Regions from separate parts of the Mus musculus genome. Here regions 2 and 3 are each linked to region 1. The links are chromatin contacts, called in public HiChIP or PLAC-seq and promoter capture Hi-C maps. All regions are on one chromosome and are shown on one strand. Each heading gives the region's core, a stretch centred on a gene start, on an enhancer-like site or on the middle of the called end of the contact. The rest is flanking DNA. Distances are from core to core; before and after follow the strand shown.

What was found. HiChIP or PLAC-seq counts read pairs in DNA pulled down with a chosen protein or histone mark. Capture Hi-C pulls out chosen DNA fragments and counts their contacts.
Region 2: a contact with region 1 is called in an H3K4me3 HiChIP or PLAC-seq map of bone marrow-derived macrophages, with 2.5 times the contacts expected there. The contact joins the promoter of Ipo7 here to the promoter of Swap70 in region 1. A contact is called at or near these places in 3 of 484 Hi-C or Micro-C datasets (embryonic stem cells and natural killer cells), 6 of 115 datasets of contacts at active chromatin or transcription factors (the 230-238 cell line, the SCID.adh cell line, bone marrow-derived macrophages and 3 more) and 2 of 9 other capture datasets (adipose tissue and liver).
Region 3: a promoter capture Hi-C map of liver shows a contact between it and region 1. The contact joins the promoter of Tmem41b here to the promoter of Swap70 in region 1. A contact is called at or near these places in 1 of 484 Hi-C or Micro-C datasets (regulatory T cells), 1 of 115 datasets of contacts at active chromatin or transcription factors (the SCID.adh cell line) and 1 of 9 other capture datasets (liver).

Annotation. Positions count from the first base shown.
Region 1 is chr7:110,219,875-110,223,432 of GRCm38.p6, forward strand. It overlaps Swap70 (SWA-70 protein), which reads left to right and starts at 1,829. Exons shown (of 12, transcript NM_009302.3): 1 at 1,829-2,035. The coding sequence starts at 1,937.
Region 2 is chr7:110,016,534-110,019,712 of GRCm38.p6, forward strand. Ipo7 (importin 7) reads left to right here and starts at 1,782. Exons shown (of 25, transcript NM_181517.5): 1 at 1,782-1,975. The coding sequence starts at 1,892.
Region 3 is chr7:109,984,533-109,987,976 of GRCm38.p6, forward strand. It overlaps Tmem41b (transmembrane protein 41B), which reads right to left and starts at 1,698. Exons shown (of 7, transcript NM_153525.5): 1 at 1,430-1,698. The coding sequence starts at 1,550.

The sequences.
Region 1 (3,558 bases), core at 579-3,078:
TGGCCCACTATAAAAGGGGCCGCTTGGCCCCTCCTCCCTCTCTTGCTCTCATATGCTCTTGCCTCTCTCTTGCCTCTTGCCCCCTTGCTCCCCCTCGCTCCATTCCATTCCCCCCCTCTCTCCACGTGGTCATGGCTGGCCTCCATTTCTCTACTTTCTCCTTCTCTCTGCCTTTCTCTGCCTCTACAACTCTCTTAACTCCCCTCCCCATGCCCTGAATAAACTCTATTCTATACTATACCATGCTGTGTGGCTGGTCTCTCAGGGGGAAGGGATGCCTTGGCATGGGCCCGCAGAGGTACCCCCTTCCCCCACACCCAGATAGAACATATTCTTATAGCTCTTTCTCTTTTTATGATCACAATATTCCCTCTGCCCTTAAACTCATTGATGCAGCTTATTCTTTTTTTTTCTTTTTTTTTGACTCTTTCCAAATTAGTTTATCTCTCCTGTCCCCTTTAAAATAAGACATATGTGGACATCAAGAAGTTTATTAATTTACAGGCAGGGTTTCATTTAGTCCTGGCTAGCTTCAACCTCCATATGTAGCTAAGGATGTCATTGGACTTCTGAATTCCAAGCGCTGGGATTACAGACATGCACCACCATGCCTGGTCTAGCACCGTGTAGTGCTAAGGATAAATTCAGGGCTTTGTACATGTTAGATAAGAGCTCTACCAACTGAGCTACACCATAGGCCCAAAGGAACTTTAAAGAGGAAAAATAAACTACACTTTGATCTGGGAATCCCCTGCTTTTGACTTTTGATAGTTATCCTTTCCATAGTGTCTAAGGATTGTGCTATTGTGATGAGATTCAAGTTACCCAGTCACAGTCACTACCCCAGGCAGTGGGAAAGAGCCTTCTGGACCATCTGGTATCTATGCTCTTTCTATTTGTGGAGAATTTGAAGTCAGAAGAGTTCAAGTGTAAGAGATGCCATCTGGGCACTTCTCTAGGTCTGGATGGATTCTTTTAAGTGGTCAACCATTCTCATTATTAAAATAGATGGAGTGATTTGCATGATTTCCAATAATGGGAGCACAATCCACCAGCGACAGCAACTTTACCTCCGTGAAGCTCTTCCTAGGATGTGAACTGATCCTAAGCGGCAGAGGTTAGAAAGAAAATGTTGCTGGGCTTATTAACTTCTATTTTACTCATTTATTTATTTATTTATTTATTTATTGTAGGTGTGTGGGCATGCGGTGGAAGTCAGGAGACGACTTGCGATTCTCATTCCCCTATGTGGGTTTAGGAGAGAGAACTCAAAATCGTTAGGTTTGGCATCAAGAGCCTTTATCTATGAGCCTTTATAAGCCTATCATTGACTTCTTAACTCTTCTTAAAACTTGTTGCTCTGCCCCTAGAGGCCACTACAGAGGGCCATCAATGCATATTTGCAAAGTGCATGAAGCAACTTTCTTAGATTTCTATTTTTGTTTCTGTCTCCTTCTTTATCCTTCCTGATTTGGGACTGAGCATTCCAGGCTCTGCCTGGACATTTTTCGGGGTCTTGTCTGGCCTCTTAAGACCGTGACTCCATCCCAGGACTGAACCAAGACTCCTTTAATAACTGTGAGACTCCTGCAAAAGCCTCAGTGGCTGATCACTCCAGTCTTGAGTGTTCCTCGGGCTGGTGGGCATTCCTTTGGGAGCACATGCGAGCTTTGAAAATGGCCTGAGTTGGTGTGGAAACCCACCACAAGGACTTTGCGTGTTGTTTACGTCCCCGTAGTGGGCAGAGGGTATCCCAGGGCTGGTTGGTAAGACGGAGGGGCGGGACCAGAGGGGTGTGCCCTTTGGGAGGGCGGGGCCTGCAGCGGTCAGGTGACCGCGCGGCGGGCCGAGTCTTCTGTGGGGATCCTGCAGGAGGCAGAGGCGCTGAGTTGCCGACTGGGCTGACCAGGTCTGTTAGGGCAGCGCGGCCGCGGCCATGAGGGGCTTGAAAGACGAACTGCTCAAAGCCATTTGGCACGCCTTCACCGCGCTCGACCTGGACCGCAGCGGCAAGGTCTCCAAGTCGCAACTCAAGGTGAGCCCCCTGCCGGCGCTCTTCCTGTAGGGCACGGGACCCGCGGCGGTGTCCGCAGGGAGGGCTGCTTGGGAATGTGGCGGGGCGGCGGTCCTCACTCTTCCTCAGGCCTCCGGGCGGTGCGCGGGGGTGGACGCGCTCCTGCGGCTCCCGCGACGGCCGAGGTGCGCTCCGAGAGGCGCCGCGGGACCCGCAGAGCGTCTCCCCCCGCCACGGGCTGTATGGGGGCCCGGGAGCCTCAGGCTCGCCTCCGGGACGCTGAGCAGAGCCTCCCCGCCCCGGCGTCCGCAGACCTTGGGGCCAGTGAGAGCGCGTGCGGAGCGGCCCCGGGTCTTACGGGCTCCCTGCAAAGGCCATTGCTTTTGCAGAGTCCTCCTCAGGGCTGCCTAAAGACTCCAGAGTATGAGGTACGCATAAAGGGATACTTGTAAGTCGAGTAAACCCCAAAGTGGCACCCAGCCAGGAGAAATTGGCAGCGTCTTGAAAAGCCTGAAATATAGAAACAGACAAGAGGAGCCATTCAACAGGCATTTTTAAAATATACACATTTTGGATCTGAATGACTGGGTTTTCTTAGCCTCTTCTAAGAAAAAAAATTTCCGAAGTTTGGGTTTGCTTTGTATATTTTGTGTAGTAAATGAGGAAGTTCTTTTCAGTAGTGACTTTTATTGCCAGCAGGATCTGGCGGGCTCACTTGTTTTCCTTTTGATCTTATTCATTAAATCATAGTCTGGAAGGACCGATGGAAATTAGTCACATACTTTTACTTTAAAAAAAGTAATATACGGGGTCTTGGAGAGATGGATGCTCCGTGGTTAGGGGCGACTGCTCTTCCAGAGGTCCAGAATTCTGTTCCCAGCACCCACGTGGGATAACTCACATAGCTATAGGGGTAGCCTATAATTCCAGCTCCAGGGGCTGCCTCTCGCGTCTGTGGGCAGCAGCACACACATTTTCACATGCACGCTCATAATTTAAAAATAATATTTAAAAAAGTTAATAATAGGTTTTTCTGGTGTACAGTTCAACGAGTTTTAGCACACGTAGGAAGTAACTATCACTAACTAACTAGGATTTCATCAGTTCTGTCCCACAAAGCTTTGTCATACTGCCCCATCTCCAACAGGTGGTAACCACGGATCTGTTCTAGTCTTCCTTTTTCAAGTGTGATATGAATTGGATCTTCTGAAACCAGCTTCCTTTACTCAGATGAATGCCTTAGAAGTTAACCTATAGTATGTGTATTGTTATTGCTAGGCTAGTACATCTTATAGGTGTGCCATAGTTATCCATTCACTCTTGAAGATTTGTTATTTCTAGTTTATTCGTGATTCTGAATAGAGCTGTAGGACTTTGTTTTTACTTTTACCTATTATAATTTTTAGATAGTGTGTAGCCAGGTTTTCTTTTAACCATTCTGAGGTATCAGAGTATTTATTTAGGCCATGTATGTATAATGTAATGATTGATATTGATAGATTTAGGGTTGCCATTTTATTATGATTGGCTTCTGTTTTCTTTCT
Region 2 (3,179 bases), core at 532-3,031, 200 kb before region 1:
TCCAGACCCTGTCTGGAAACAAAAACAAAACTATGAAGAATAAACACCATTGACAGAAACAAAATACCAGATGGAGCAAGAAAGTTTCAAGGGGGACAAAATGAGTAATCTGAGAATTGAGAAGACATCACTTCAGCCACTGCACACATTAGAACCATAAGAAGTAAATACAGTTTTGTTTTGAGGGTCTTTTTGTTTTTGTTTGTTTGTTTTTTTGAGACAGGGTATGCAGCCAGGCAGAACTTGATATGTATAGCAGGTTGGTTTTTAAACTCACAGAATTCTGACTACCTCTGCCTTCTAAGTGCAGGAATTTAAAGCAAAAAATCAAAATATTCTTTTTTTTTTTTTTTTTTTTTTTGGTTTTTCAAGACAGGGTTTCTCTGTGTAGCCCTGGCTGTCCTGGAACTCACTCTGTAGACCAGGCTAGCCTCGAACTCAGAAATTCACCTGCCTCTGCCTTCCAAGTGCTGGGATTAAAGGCATGCGCCACCACGCCCGGCCAAAATATTCTTATTTCATGAGAATTTATAATCAAGTATGGTAGTACAGCACTTGTGGGGTGGAGCAGGATTACAAATTTAAGGACAGTATGTTGTACACAGAGAACTGAATTCCTGCTTTCTTCAAGAACATAAGGTCCTAACCACTGAGTCATTTCTACAGCTCCCTGTTGCTCCTTTGTGAGACAGGTTCAAACATTGTAGCTCAGGCCTGCCTGAAGCTCAGTATATAGCTTCCCTTAGATTCTAATTGAAAATTGATTTGATTTCTAAAGGTAAAATGATTTGAGATGTATGACAGTAGTTCTCAATATTTTCACTGCTGCAATCCTTCAATATAGTTACTTATATTATGATGATTCCCAACCATGATAGTAGCATTTTCATTGCTACTTTATAACTGCAATTTTGCTACTGCTATGAATTATACTGTAAATATCTGATATGCAGAGGATAGCTGATATTCAACAAAGGGGTCACGATCCACAGACCCACAAGATGAGAACTACTGAATTAGAGGTTTAAATATCCATACACAGGGAGTTTTAATGGACATTATGCATTTATTCTGAATTTAGAAATAATTTATATAATGACGTAGCTGAGATTTGAACACTCATTAATAAGGCACAACTTCAATATATAGGATAAAGTCTTACAAAATGAGATTAATGAATCAAAGTGGAGCAGTTTTTATGGCATTTAGAAACTCATCTCAAATCATTGTTGAGAAAGTTCCATCTGGGAGGCTCAGGCAGTGGTATTGCAACAAGTTCAGGTCAAAAGCCTGTCTCAAAAAACAAAACAGAGCTGGGCGTGGTGGCGCATATCTTTAATCCCAGCACTCTCCCAGCACTTGGGAGGTAGAGGCAGGCGGATTTCTGAGTTCGAGGCCAGCCTGGTCTACAAAGTGAGTTCCAGGACAGCCAGAGCTATACAGAGAAACCCTGTCTCAAAAAACCAAAAAACAAAACAAAAACAAAACAGAAATTTCTTTTAATTATACAGTTAGTAACAACGTATTGCATCACACACTTCTTGAGATTCTCTAGGGATATCATATAAAATTTTGTAACTATTTTACTTTTCTCTTTGTGGCGTTTGAACGTTGTCCCTTTCACTGACTACAGTGGGAGCCAGCCACGTGGGCCGTGTCCGCGTTTGGGGACTACATTTCCCAGGGTGCTCCGCCGGAGACTTGACAGGAAGTGGCCGGAGCATCTCCCGCCTCCACGCCGAGGCGAGAAGGTTCTATCCGGGGCCTTGGCGCTTCTCTTTCCTTTCGCGCCGGTTGCCGCTGCGGAGCGCGGCCGGTCCATGTGCGCAGTGAGTGGCGCTATTTCTGCCTCAGTAGCACCGGTGTCCCGGGTCTGACCGACCGCGCGGCGATGGATCCCAACACCATCATCGAGGCCCTCCGGGGCACCATGGACCCAGCCCTGCGCGAGGCCGCTGAGCGCCAGCTCAATGAAGTAAGGACGGCCGGCTAGCGGCTGCTGCGGGCTTGTGGGCCGGCAGGCCAAGACTTCCAGGCCTGGCTGGAGACGCGGAGCACAGCTCCGACGAGCCCATTTGGAGAGGTTGGGCGGAGATCTGACCGCCGTGCCAGGCTCCACTGTGGGGACGCGGCGTCCAGGCCGCCACTCGGTCGGCTTCCGAGTGGGCCTCTGGCCCGGGTCTGGGCGTGTGGAGCCGGCCGAGCTAGGCGGGCGTGACGGTCTGGACACATGGCCGGCTCCCGTGGCCCGCCGCCCTCTGGCTGTCTCCCAGTTTGCTCTCGGGAGGGGGCGAGACAAACTGGGAGGGTGTAGAGATGTGTCCCAGACCAGTCTTTCCGGCGCCCGGTCGGCCGGGGTTCCTGGGGAGGCTAGCTAGTCCACTGGGGGCTGCGCCTGACAGCCTTGTGTGTGCTCTTGGCGGATCAGTGACCTGCCTGTCCGGTACAACTTTCTTCTCGCCGGCGAGGTGCTAGGGACAGATTTCAGATCTGGTAGGGCAGGGGTAGTGTGGGTTACACTGTGCGATCCCCGCTCTGGTACTGTCCTAGTACCACAGTTGGGAGGCGGGATGATGTAGTGGAACGGGTCAGATAAAGTGCGACCTTCTAGGTATAGCAGCCTCAATGATTTCTGGAGTGAGTGACCTTGGGCAAGTCTCACCTCCAGATCCTGAGTTGTACTCATTCATGAAATTAGGCCGTACGGTTGCTGTGATGGTCAAGTGAGATAATCTAGAGCCTATAGAGCTTTCATATGCAACATTAGTGGAGAGTTGGTTTCTCTTCCACGTGTTTTGGGCAGTGCCCCTTGGAAAACTGTTATATTGATATTCTATTGTACTGATTTCATCAGCGTTCTTTTTTTCTGAACTTGGCTATTTTATATATTAGTAAGAATTTAATAGGTTTATAAAAAGGCCTCTGTAAGGTCTCTTTGAGTCTCAGTGTTTTGGTGTGTGTGTGTTCATATACATATATATGTATACTGCATATACACAAATACTAAATTGTATATGCACGCTTTATACACACATATAAGTATCTTTTTTTTTTTTTAATGCAAAAAGAAACCCTTGTTTAAAGAAATCTTAGCCGAGCGGTGGTGGTGCACGCCTTTAATCCCGGCGCTTGGGAGGAAGAGGCAGGAGTATTTCTGAGTTCCAGGCCAGCCTGCTCTA
Region 3 (3,444 bases), core at 448-2,947, 240 kb before region 1:
CATCAACCAAGCAAATAACTATTCTCGTTTTAAAATTCAGATACTTTTTCTTTTTTGGTTATTTTGAGACAGGGTTTCTCTGTATAGCCCTGGCTGTTCTGGAACTCACTTTGTAGACCAGGCTGGCCTCGAACTCAGAAATCCCCTGGGATTAAAGGCGTGTGTGCCACCACGCCCAGCTCAGATACTTTTTAAAAGTTACAAATCCATCTCTGCAGGTGGTCTACTCCTTTAATCCAAGTACTTGAGAAAACTAAGGCTGGTGGATCTCTGAGTTCCAAATCAGCTTGACCTACAGAACCAAACAAGGTCTTTTAAAAAGTAGAAGGCAGGGAGGGGGCTGGTGAGATGGCTCAGTGGGTAAGAGCACCCGACTGCTCTTCCAAAGGTCCAGAGTTCAAATCCCAGCAACCACATGGTGGTTCACAAGCATCTGTAACGTGATCTGATACCCTCTTCTGGTGTGTCTGAAGACAGCTACTGTGTACTTACATGTAATAAATAAATTAAAAAAAAAAAAAGTACAAGGCGAAGGCCGTGCAGTGGTGGCACACGCCTTTAATCTCAGCACTTGAGAGGCAGAGGCAGACGATTTCTGAGTTCGAGGCCAGCCTGATCTACAGAGTGAGTTCCAGGACAGCCAGGGCTATACAGAGAAACCCTGTCTTGAAAGACCAAAAAAAAAAAAAACAAAAAAAACAAAAAAAAAAACAAGGCGGTAGTGTACGCCTGCACGCCTTGGATCCAAGTACTTGGGAGGCTGAAGGAAGCCATTCTTTGCCTTAGAGGCCAGTCTAATCTACAGAGCAAGGTCCTCCAATACAACCAGGGCTACTTAGCTTGAAAACAAATCAAACAATTTTTTTTTTTTAAGTTACAAACCAGGTTAAATGGAAACACAAGAGCTGAAAATGTTGTGTTTTTTTCGAGGCAGGGTTTTCTCTGTGTAACCTGGAACTTGTCTGTCTCCGGAGAACTGGATTAAAAGGACGCGCAACTACAACTACCACCGGCTAGAATCTGACACTTTCAAGTGGCACCTGGAAGGGCAAGTCTTTGCTCTTAATCACAACCTTAGTGTGGCTCTGTGACTCTACACAAGTCATGGAGCTGCATAGTCCTCAGTATGTTCATCTGTAAAACAATACAACGAAAGCTCAAGTCTCTCAAATACCTGTCTGGGTGGCCTGGATAACGAACCGGTCTATTTGGTGTCACAAGTCGGGGTCACCGCTTCCTTTGACTAAAGTCTATTGAGAAAAAACTAACTAGGAGGAGTCTAGCCCTCTGTCATGCTGGGTTCCCCGCCAAGTACAGGACTCTCTTGCTGAGATGCTTCGGTGCTGAAAGGTCCCTCTTTCCCTGCGACCTGCACCACGGGGTCCTAATCTTTAGGGCAGCCTCAGCCCCGTCCCGCAGGTCCACTCACCGTTCAGATGATCTTTGCTGCCAGGCGCGGCGGAACCCTGGGTCCTCACTGCCCGGTCCCCGGCTGGGGTCGAGTGCAACATTTCGGTGGGCGATCGATCAGCCACTCTGCCTTTCGCCATGGCTGCTGCGGGGGCCGCGAAGAGCTCCTACTGGTGCCGCGCCCCCTTGAATGACTAAAGCTCCTCCCGCAGCTTTCTTTCAACACCCAGGCGCGAGGCACAACTACTTCCGGCACGACCACCTCACCTGAGACGACCTCGAAAACTTGACACTCGGCGGAGCCTTCCAGAGATATCAGGTGAGGGCCCGCCCAGAACCGCCCACGAACCTCGCGCGCTCCCGCACGCCCAGTAACCGCGAGACAAGTCAGGGCCGACCCCGCCCCCTCCGGGGCCCCGCCCACCTCGCTGGTGTAGGGCGCATGAGCAATATCGCATTGGCAAGTCATGGGTCTGCGGCCTAAGGTCCGACTTCTCCGCGTAGCTTTCGTCACACGGAAGTGAGGCTCGAGTACTTCAGACTCTTTGTTCCGCCAACCGGAAGTGTCTGCGCGCGACTAGTTGGTGTTGGAGATTCCATTCGTTCCGCAGCAAATGGGTTACAAGCGCTGTGGAAGCTGGAAGCCTGTTCTTAAAATCGTGTAAAATTTAAAACATGAGACAAACGTACCTGAATCTCACAAAATTGAGACCTAGAAACAAAGAAGATCACAGAGTGACAGAAATTAGTTTAGAGTCCAAGGTTTTTCACTCACCTGTCCAAAGTAAATTCACCCTTACTCGCTATATTTTGGCGTTTCCTGAGCCAAGGCATAGCTTCTTGACAGTTTTTCTCCTTCTGCCCCTCATATCCAGCTTCTCACTGGTAAGTATATTAGAGTCACCTCTTCTTTAGGATTTTGCTTTGTCTTGTTCTTTTTTTTTTTTAAGATTTATTTATTATTATATCTAAGTACACTGTAGCTGTCTTCAGACAGACCAGAAGAGGGCATCAGATCTCATTACGGATGTTTGTGAGCCACCATGTGGTTGCTGGGATTTGAATTCAAGACTTCGGAAGGGCAGTCGGTGCTCTTAACCACTGAGCCATCTCTCCAGCCCTGTTTTGTTTTGTTCTTGCTGTCGATATAATCTTAGACCTTGGGCATACAAACCACACCATTCTGTTGCTGAGCGATGCCCCTATCCAATTGACATTTTTTTCGTTATCTTTTTTAAAAGCAGGTATCGAAGGTAATAGTGGGGAATTTCTTCGTGAAAGTAACTTAGCAGTGTATTTTAAAATTTGGACAAAAAGGGGGAGTGGGGAATTGGATTGTTCTTAAGCAGTAATTACACTTAGAAGAAATAATCTGATATCTAGAGAATTGGCAGCTCAGTGCGTAGAAGTATTTGTCTCTTAAACTTGACAGGCTTATTTCGGTCTCTGAGACCTAATAGCAGTAGGTGAGAACTAACTCTTGGAAGTTGTCCTCTGATTACTTTTTTTTGGGGGGGGGGGCGGTTTGAGACAGGGTTTCTCTGTGTAGCCCTGGCTGTCCTGCAACTCGCTCTGTAGACCAGGCTGTCAGGCTGACCTTGAACTCAGAAATTCCCCTGCCTCTGGCTCACAAATTCTGGGATTAAAGGCGTACGCCACCATAGCCTGGCGTCCTCTGATTTCAACATAACATTCAAGCACGCAGCAGTAAGTGTAGTGTTAATAAAATTAAAATTAAAAAGAAACAAAAAATCATTTTATAAAAAGTGAATACGTGACCGGGCATGGTGGTGCATACCTTTAATCCCAGCACTTGCTAGGCAGAGGCAGGTGAAATTCTGAGTTTGAGGCCAGCCTGGTCTACAGAGTGAGTTCTAGGACAGCCAGGGCTGTAGAGAAACCCTGTCTCGAAAAACCAAAAAAAAAAAAAAAAAAAGTGAACACCTGGGACTGGAGAAATGGCTCAGTGGTTAAGAGCTCTGACTGCTTTTCCAGAGGTCCTGAGTTCAATTCCCAGCAACCACATTGTGGCTT